Linked DNA regions of Mus musculus: all the other regions are linked to region 1. A link is a contact called in public Hi-C and promoter capture Hi-C data. All regions are on one chromosome and are shown on one strand. Each heading gives the region's core, a stretch centred on a gene start, on an enhancer-like site or on the middle of the called end of the contact. The rest is flanking DNA. Distances are from core to core; before and after follow the strand shown. Region 1 holds the start of Cd247 (CD247 antigen). Region 2 overlaps Uck2 (uridine-cytidine kinase 2). Region 3 holds the start of Tmco1 (transmembrane and coiled-coil domains 1).

Region 1 (2,700 bases), core at 20-2,519:
AGGAAGGGTACCCCTTACAGCTACCATCCTTGTCTTTCTAGATTCAAATACAGATTGTCCCATTTCTTGTAAAACGGCCATGACACCAATCTTGTGAGTGGTGTCTTTTGTCTTCTGTTCCCTCGCTTCCACCCCGACTGCTGAACTAGGAAGCACACTAAGGCTACCGCATGCCAAATGCCAGGCATTGGAGGGATGCAGTGGGCTCTGGCGCAAGTTGTCTTCTGGGCTGGTTGTGACTCGTGATGGTCACGTATTAACACATATTCTTCAACCTGTTGCTAGCATTTCTGTCCGTGTCTCTGGCTGCTTGGCTCAGATAGAGAGCCATGTGAGTATATCACAGAGAATCAGTATGTCATAGGGTAGCTGGTGGCTGTGATGTGGGGGACAGCCTTGACAGGGTGAGCTTAGACTTAAATGCTCTGGGCCAGAAGGTGGCAATGCGCCTTGCAAAAGGCTGCAAATATGGATGCCTACTCCGTACGCCTCCCTCCCTCCCTGCCTCAAGTTCTCTTGTAGGGGCTCGGCCTCTACCAGATGTTTCAGGATACTCAGGGTCACAGGCCATGACCCTTTCTGACTGACCATGGCAATGTCCTTTATTGGCAAAGGAGGAAAGAACGGGGCTGAGCGGCAATGCCAACCAGAGAGGGGCGGAAGGAGTCATGATATCTGGAAACCAGAGTAGAGGAGCGAGGCCTAGCTGGCTGGTGTTTCGGATCCTGTGCCGCTTCTCCCGTCCGCGCAGAGCTGTCTCAGTTGCTGACTCGCTGCGTTTCTCCTTGCCCTTTCCCTCCACAGTCTTTTTCTTTTGCCTTTATCATTAGACAATCTACAACTGTGTTTTCAAACAGCTGGCCCCCAACCGATAACCAGCTTGGCTGTCACAGAGCAGACGCCTGGGTGGGACCCAAGCCCACACTGCCGCTGCCCACTCTGCCCGTTGACTTTGGGAAGACAAGCTTTAAAAGAAGCACCAGGTCCTTGGCACCCCTCCGCTGCCCCTCAGACACACGGAGAGGCTCTAAAAGGGTCGAGCCGCGGGAAACAGAGCCCTTACCTGCTCCTGGGAACCGCACGTGGAGGATGCAGGCGAGAACAGACACTTTCCACTTCATCTTCTGCTTCCCTGGGATGGTACCCAGAGGCAGAGGCAGAGGCAGCTATGCCTGGGAGGATGAGGAGAAAAGGAGGCGCTGATGGAGTCTCTGCTGGCTTTGTTCTGTGGCTGACACCCCAGGAAGTGGAGGACTGTGGGCCTTTGAGACAGCACCTGCCAGCAAGACACCCTCTCACTCCCCCTCTCGATTCATAGGCAGGAAGTTCTGAAGGTTTGGAGGTTTGGGGTGTAAGAATGTGCATCCGTCTGAATTTTGCTTTTTCTTCAATTTGACTGTAGTTTAATGTACTTTTTTATTATTTTAATTCTTTACTAATTTGTACGTGACTCTCAATTGCTGAAGTCAGACCCTAGGCATATATCTAAGTTGCTGTGTGGCCTTGAAGCATCTCCAGACGTCAGCTTCTTTATCTGAAGCACAAAGAAAGGAGGATATTTGAGGTATAGTTCTGAACTTGGCCTCAATTCAGACCATAAATAGTGTGAAATACTATAGCTTACATTGTTTTCAAAATTCTTTTCCCTGAGACAAATCTCACTATTTAATCCAGGCTGGTCTTGAACTCACAATTTTCCCTCCTCAGCTTTCCACAGGTCAAGATTACAGTATGTGCCACCAAACCGAGGTCACATGCTTCCTCTAATTGTCAACTTTTCACCCTTGGGGTCATTTACAGTAAGAAAACGATAAAAGTCAGGCCTAGATTGCCTGCCTGTAAATCGTATCACTCATGTGGCAAAGGCAGGAGGAGTGTGAGTTTGAGGTCACACTGGACTAACAGTGAATACCTGGCCAACTTGAGCTGTGTAGCAAGACTGCCTCAAAACAAAATAAAAAATAAAACTGAGAAATAAGCATAACGGAGAGTTGTAGGTGAGTGTACACAAGCTTTGAGACGGGACAGAGACCCGGAAAGGATCATGTGGATGGGAGGGTGCCTCTGGTTTCTTTGATTTAAAAAAGAAAGTCAAGAAGTCCACAGTTACTTTTCAGTCTACCAGCCTTCTAAATGGAAAGACAATATTATCAAATCTGGAGGCAGAGAGCTGGTTCAGGTAGTTTCTGCCAAGCCTGACAGTCTGAATTCCATCTTCAGAGCCCACATGGTAGATGGGAAGCCATTCTTGTAAGATGTCCTCTGAGCTACACACACACACACACACACACACACACACACACGCACACACATAAACCACACACATACATACACCATACACACATATACCACACACATGGCATACATACACATATATACCACACATACATACACACACATCATACACACATATACTATACACATACATACCACAAATACATACACATACACACACCATACACAAATATACCTCACACATACATACACCATACACACATATACCACACACATAACATACATACATGTACATAGCACATATACATACACACACCACACACATACATACACCATATACACATATATACATACACATACACACCACACATACATACATGCACCATACACACATACATATACCACACACACATATACCACACACACATATACCACACACATACATACATATATCGATATATACAT
Region 2 (2,700 bases), core at 159-2,658, 1.5 Mb before region 1:
TTGTTTTTATTTTTCGAGACAGGGTTTCTCTGTGTAGTCCTGGCTGTCCTGGAACTCACTTTGTAGACCAGGCTGGCCTCGAACTCAGAAATCCGCCTGTCTCTGCCTCCCGAGTGCTGGGATCAAAGGCGTGCGCCACAACGCCCCGTGCAATAAGCGTTCTTAACCACTGAGCCATCCAGCCCCACTGTCGCACATCTAATAGGATGGAAAGCACATTATACATGTTTCACAGTTTACACAGGCTTTGTGCTCCGTTCATCAAAAAGGGACACTTTAAGTAGCAGTGTTTAGTAGGATCTTATAGAAGTTTATAATACACATAATTATGTATCATTATAATACATATAAATATGGTAATCATCCAAAGGAGGCCATACAAAATGACACACAGCTTTATAAAGTGTGTTTTTAAAGTCTCTGATCTAGTGAAGGCATGCCTGATTGCCTAGCAACACACTAAACTTAGAAGATAAAATATTACCAGTTTTAGTGGAGCACACCTTTAATCCCATCAATAAGGAGGCAGAAAGAAGCAGGTATCTCTGTGACTTTGGGCCAGCCTGGTCTACCTAGTGAGTACCGGGACACCCAGGGCTACATAATAGATCCAGTCCCAACAACCCTTCTCCCCACACAAATGGACTTGTGATCCTATTGGTAATGCCTACTTCTGACTAGGACTCAGAGCTCAGGGTTGGAACTGGGGGCTGCATGTGGCCTGCAGCATGTGTGGGGGCTTCACAAGCCCATTTCTGCTAGGTGTGCTGGGGGCAGCATCACACAGAAGCAGTGTGGCCGTTCTGTCTCAGGAGAGAGCCCACGACGCTTATGTGTTCCATATTTGGTTGTCTGAGGAAGTCCCATTTTGGAGACTGGTCCTGGAGCTGTGCCATAGCTCTCACGACTTATTGATCTCTGGAGGTCAAACATGGTGTTTTGATTAGCCACCGACTGCATTTCCCCTACTCTGTCGCTTCTGTGGGGAAAGCCAACATTTGAGAGCAGAACATTATGGAGCAATACGCCCTATTTGAATGAGGGAGGCATGAACACCATTCTGGAGGAAGAGCAAGCCGCAGGACCTTCCTGGTCTGCTGTCCCCAGTCCCCAGAGCACTGCAGCTGGGTTGACCCTTTGTTTCCCCAGATGGATGCACCCGCACTGAGGACACCACCAGGCCTTCCAGGGGATTGTGTTCACTGTGAGATTTGAGGTCTTCCATTGTAATCCAATGGAAGCTTTTATGGCATCGGTCACTGTGCCCAGTTAGGGTGGAGACCTCGCAGGCTTGTGGCAAAAGTGTTTTCAGGTGAGTTGGGGACAGGGAACATAGGCCTTGTACTCTGTCAGGCTCCAGTTCCTGGCCTGTCTTGGCCTGTTTTTAATCTGGTTCTTTTGACCTCATCCCTACATCTGTGAAAAGGAGATAAGGTCTGGCTTGTGAGAACACCGGCCCCAGTGTATACACAGTGGTGTCTAAACCGGGAACAATCGCCCTCCTGTTACCTGCCTTCATGTTCTACAGTGTGTGTGCTGCCAGAACAGCCTCTCTGATCAGTCTATTGTTAAACATATTCCCAGTACTTATTTGTTTTATTGGGGAATACCTCCCTCTCCACCCAGACAGGGTTCCTTTGTATAGCCCTGGCTCAATCCTCCTGCCTCTCCCTTTGGAGAGCTGGGATCAAAGGCATGTGCCACCACTGCCAGGCTTAATTGGGGGATATACTTTGGAATATATAGCAAGACCCTGATACATACAACACAAACCGTAATGACCCCCGAACCATTGACTATGTCTTACTCCTGAAGGAAGAGGGCGCTTCCATTCTCAGCCAGGCACTCCTCAGTTGGTAATGTGATGTGAAGGTTGACTGTGCGCTGGGGATCTCTGAGGTGTCAGAGAGTGCCACGTGAGTAAGCTCTGGGCAGATCAAGAGGAGCTGGAGAGAGTTTAATGGGGAAGTCTTCCTTGCGGGATTTAAGTGTAATCACCCTCCCCTGCCACCCCTCCCCCCCAGTCTCTGGATCCTGTGAAGCCATTGCTTGCCGAGCTCACCTTTCTGCATCACGTGACTGTGCTGTTTCCTCTAGGACGCGTCTACTGCAGTGGCCCATAACCTTCCCAGTGCTGCAAACTGTGGTGGTGTTGGGGTGACTCGCAACCTTAAAACTATGTTTGTTGCTACTGTTATGAGTTGTAGTGTAAATATCTGTTAAGCAGGATATCTGATAGTCAGCCCCTGTGAAATAGTCACCCTACCTCCCCCAGGGGGGTCGAGACCCACTGATCGAGAACCACCGGTCTACTGTGCACCCCCACCCCAGCCCCAACCTCCGCCCTCAGGCTGCTGCTGGCTTCCTGCCTCCCATTGTTCTCTCGGTTGCTTTGTGTATTCTTTCTTCTTGGGCTTGGGTCCCGCCTCTGAAGCTCCTTGGCTCACTGCGCGTCTCCCTTCTGGAGTCTGCTCAGTCATCACTTGTCCCGAGCCCCCTTCCCGTGTCCTCAGCTGTCACCCTGCATTTCCACTCAGTGTGTGAGACCTGGAATCCTGCCAGTCCCACCTGCAACCTTCCCTTCAGCTACTCGGGAGAGACACCTTGCTGCTGTCACCCCCACCCCCCCCCCCCGTCAGTCTGTCCATCCAGGCTGCCCATCCCCTCCGTTCCACTTGTGAATCTCTCTTGGAATCTTAG
Region 3 (2,700 bases), core at 27-2,526, 1.5 Mb before region 1:
CTCCCTCTTTTATCTTCTATCTACATTCTAACTAATCCACAAGGCACTGGGTCCATCTGTACCATGAGATCTTCCATAGTCTCTCACAACAGAACAGGACCTCTTCTTTAGAATGAAGACTCTGTGTGTGTGTGTGTGTGTGTCTGCCATGACCCCTTTCCCCTTTAGCTCCCCGCCCCCCCCCCCCCCCCCCCCGTTTTAGGCAAGGTCTCGACAGGAAGTAGATCCAGCCTGGAATGCACTATGTAGACCAGGCCTGCCCTATCTGGAGCTCTACCACACCCAGATTCCTTTTAGCTTTATTAAAGATGCTGCACAAAGGTCTTTGATTTCTATCTTTACCAAGTTAGAGTATGGTTTTGTTTGTAACATGAATCTCCCTATGTAGCCCACACTAGCTGCGAACTCACAATCATGTCCATCTCCTGAGTGTTGAGATTTCAGTTGCCCTAACAAGGAACACTGGCTTGTAGTATTCTTGGTATACTCCTCTCTTAGTTACTGTGAACATGCACCCATTGAACTTCCCGTGTTGAACCGTCCACCGTCTTACCATACTCACATTTTTTACTTTGTTTTTCCACTTCTGCCTTCAATCTCTTGTATTTGTCTGTCCTGTAAACCAGGACCCAGGTTATGCCTAAACAGTAAAAGCAACATGCTAATGAGAAATAAATGGAAATCACAACAAACCATCTTTAATTGTTAGTATTGGAGACAAAAGGATTTCGACATTTTGCTCTATACTTATCAGTAACTTTTTTCAAAGTCAGATCAACCCATGTTTTGTTTTGTTTTTTTCAGTGTATCCACAAATACGTAAAGAAAATCAGGACGTATGACTCCACACTACTCTCCTGCTTCTATAGGGGGATGAGCCCGGGATTTCTTGCAACGGACCACGCAGGCCGCAGGGAGTGAGGCTCCCGATCTTTGCTCATGGGGTGCGAGGGACCCCAGTGCCCTTCCACCCTGGGATTAATCAAACGTCCAAGGAAACAGCCGCCCTCACCCTCGGCGAGCAGCGCGGTGCACACGGAGATAAAGACGATGAGCAGCGTGTCTGCAAACATGGTGCTCATCTCGCCCGTCTGTCCCCGCGCTCCCACCCTCCGCGGGGGGAAAGCACTCCAGAGCCAGAGAGACCGGGAAGAGACGTGGCGGGACCGACCCTCGAGGAGCGCTACAACTTTGACAGCCCCGAGTCTACACTTCCGCTTCCGGGGCGCCGACCCGGAACTACAGGCTTCACTCCCGCCGTCTGGCCGCCATAGTCGGGAGAGAGCGGCAACGCGCAAGTCTCGGGGGCCGAAGGCGCGCGCCAGGCCCGGTCTCGCGAGAGTTGGAAAGCCAGGTCGGTCGGAGGATGGCGGTGTGGTGGCGGCGGCGTTGCGACCTCGGCAGTGCGTTACCTGCTCTCCGAGCCCGATCGCCTACCTCACACTAGAACCCTGTCACACGGTGGCTGGACTTCACCCGCATCCCCGCCTCCGTGGCCGAAAAGTTAGGCCACCGCGTGCGGAGCGTCAGGGTCTGGGGGCTCGCCCCGGTCCTGGGCTGGGCGAGCCGAGTCGAGGAGTCCTCGGGCGCTGGTTAAACCAGCCTTTATGATGCCGGGGACGCCGTTGGAGGAGAAGGGCTGCACAACTCGCTTGCTGCGGCCGGGCTTTTATTGGAAGGAACGGTGGCGCAGTCGAAGGGGAAGAAGTGAAAACGTTGAATTTGAGTTAGAAGTGTTTTGGGGGCTGGGCGGTGGTGGCGCACGCCTTTAATCCCAGCACTTGGGAGGCAGAGGCAGGCCGATTTCTGAGTTCGAGGCCAGCCTGGTCTACAGAGTGAGTTCCAGGACAGCCAGGGCTATACAGAGAAACCCTGTCTCGAAAAAAAAAAGAAAGAAAGAAAAAAAAAAACAGCCGGGGGGTTGGGGGGGGACGGACACGGGGATAGAAAAAGGTGTGGTGTGTAAAAGTAGGATGTCTTGAGAGAGCCTCATACACTCAGATGTCCTCCGTGATGGACTGTAAATTACCGTGTGCAAGCGGGGCGAGAAAATGACGGGAAGGCCTTGATATAAGAGCACTCGATTCCTCCCAATTCTCAGATCTGCTCTTTTTCCTCAAGAAAACTCAGAAGTCTTCCTTTGTGCGTCCTTGTGTTTTTTTGAGACAGGGTTGCACTATGGAGCCCTGGTTGACCTGGAGCACTCAAGAGACCCCCCTGTCCTAGCTTTCCATAACTGTGCCACCATGCCCAGTTTGACTTCCATTTTCTGTCATTGTTCTTCCAAATTTCACTGCACACAATTTATAAATCTTCTGTAGCATTACCTTTTTAGTTTCTCTTGCCTTATATTTATCCAGGACTCCTTTAATAGATATTAAATATATGTCTATTAAATAAAGATATAACTATAAATATACGTCTTTAATAGACATTAAATATATGTCAGGAACAGTACTGGGCCCTGTAAGATGGAGCAAGATAAGATTCCTTGGTTCCAAAATTCCCCAGGGAAATTGTACGCCATAGTAAGATAGAATTATAGCTAAAGTGTTGAGAGCGCAAGACCGATTCTTCACGGAGGATTCAGAAAAGCTTCAGAAGCCAGGCGGTGGTGGTGCACGCCTTTAATCCCAGCACTTGGGAGGCAGAGGCAGGTGGATTTCTGAGTTCGAGGCCAGCCTGGTCTACAAAGTGAGT

Evidence for each region. Promoter capture Hi-C pulls out the DNA fragments that hold promoters and counts their contacts. A called contact is a pair of places that touch in the nucleus more often than the background predicts.
Region 2: a contact with region 1 is called in a Hi-C map of Th1 cells, with 4 times the contacts expected there. The contact joins the enhancer-like site here to the promoter of Cd247 in region 1. A contact is called at or near these places in 1 of 39 promoter capture datasets (hippocampal neurons), 2 of 484 Hi-C or Micro-C datasets (the G1E-ER4 cell line and Th1 cells) and 1 of 115 datasets of contacts at active chromatin or transcription factors (embryonic stem cells).
Region 3: a contact with region 1 is called in a promoter capture Hi-C map of stem cell-derived epiblast-like cells, with 3 times the contacts expected there. The contact joins the promoter of Tmco1 here to the promoter of Cd247 in region 1. A contact is called at or near these places in 2 of 39 promoter capture datasets (embryonic stem cells and stem cell-derived epiblast-like cells), 1 of 484 Hi-C or Micro-C datasets (B cells) and 1 of 115 datasets of contacts at active chromatin or transcription factors (extraembryonic endoderm stem cells).

The regions. Positions count from the first base shown.
Region 1 is chr1:165,787,250-165,789,949 of GRCm38.p6, reverse strand. It overlaps Cd247 (CD247 antigen), which reads right to left and starts at 1,269. Exons shown (of 8, transcript NM_001113391.2): 1 at 1,064-1,269. The coding sequence starts at 1,121.
Region 2 is chr1:167,270,274-167,272,973 of GRCm38.p6, reverse strand. The region is part of intron 1 of Uck2 (uridine-cytidine kinase 2); the gene reads left to right. Among named protein-coding and RNA genes, the nearest start is that of Gm46170, 4.8 kb to the right of the region's middle. Within about 2 kb of position 1,408, at least 256 of the 459 cell types and tissues checked have an H3K27ac peak or open chromatin away from gene starts, as enhancers often do. A contact at or near this core is called in the G1E-ER4 cell line, Th1 cells, embryonic stem cells and 1 more, where this site is marked.
Region 3 is chr1:167,307,246-167,309,945 of GRCm38.p6, reverse strand. It overlaps Tmco1 (transmembrane and coiled-coil domains 1), which reads right to left and starts at 1,276. Exons shown (of 7, transcript NM_001039483.1): 1 at 1,013-1,276; 2 at 563-640. The coding sequence starts at 1,082.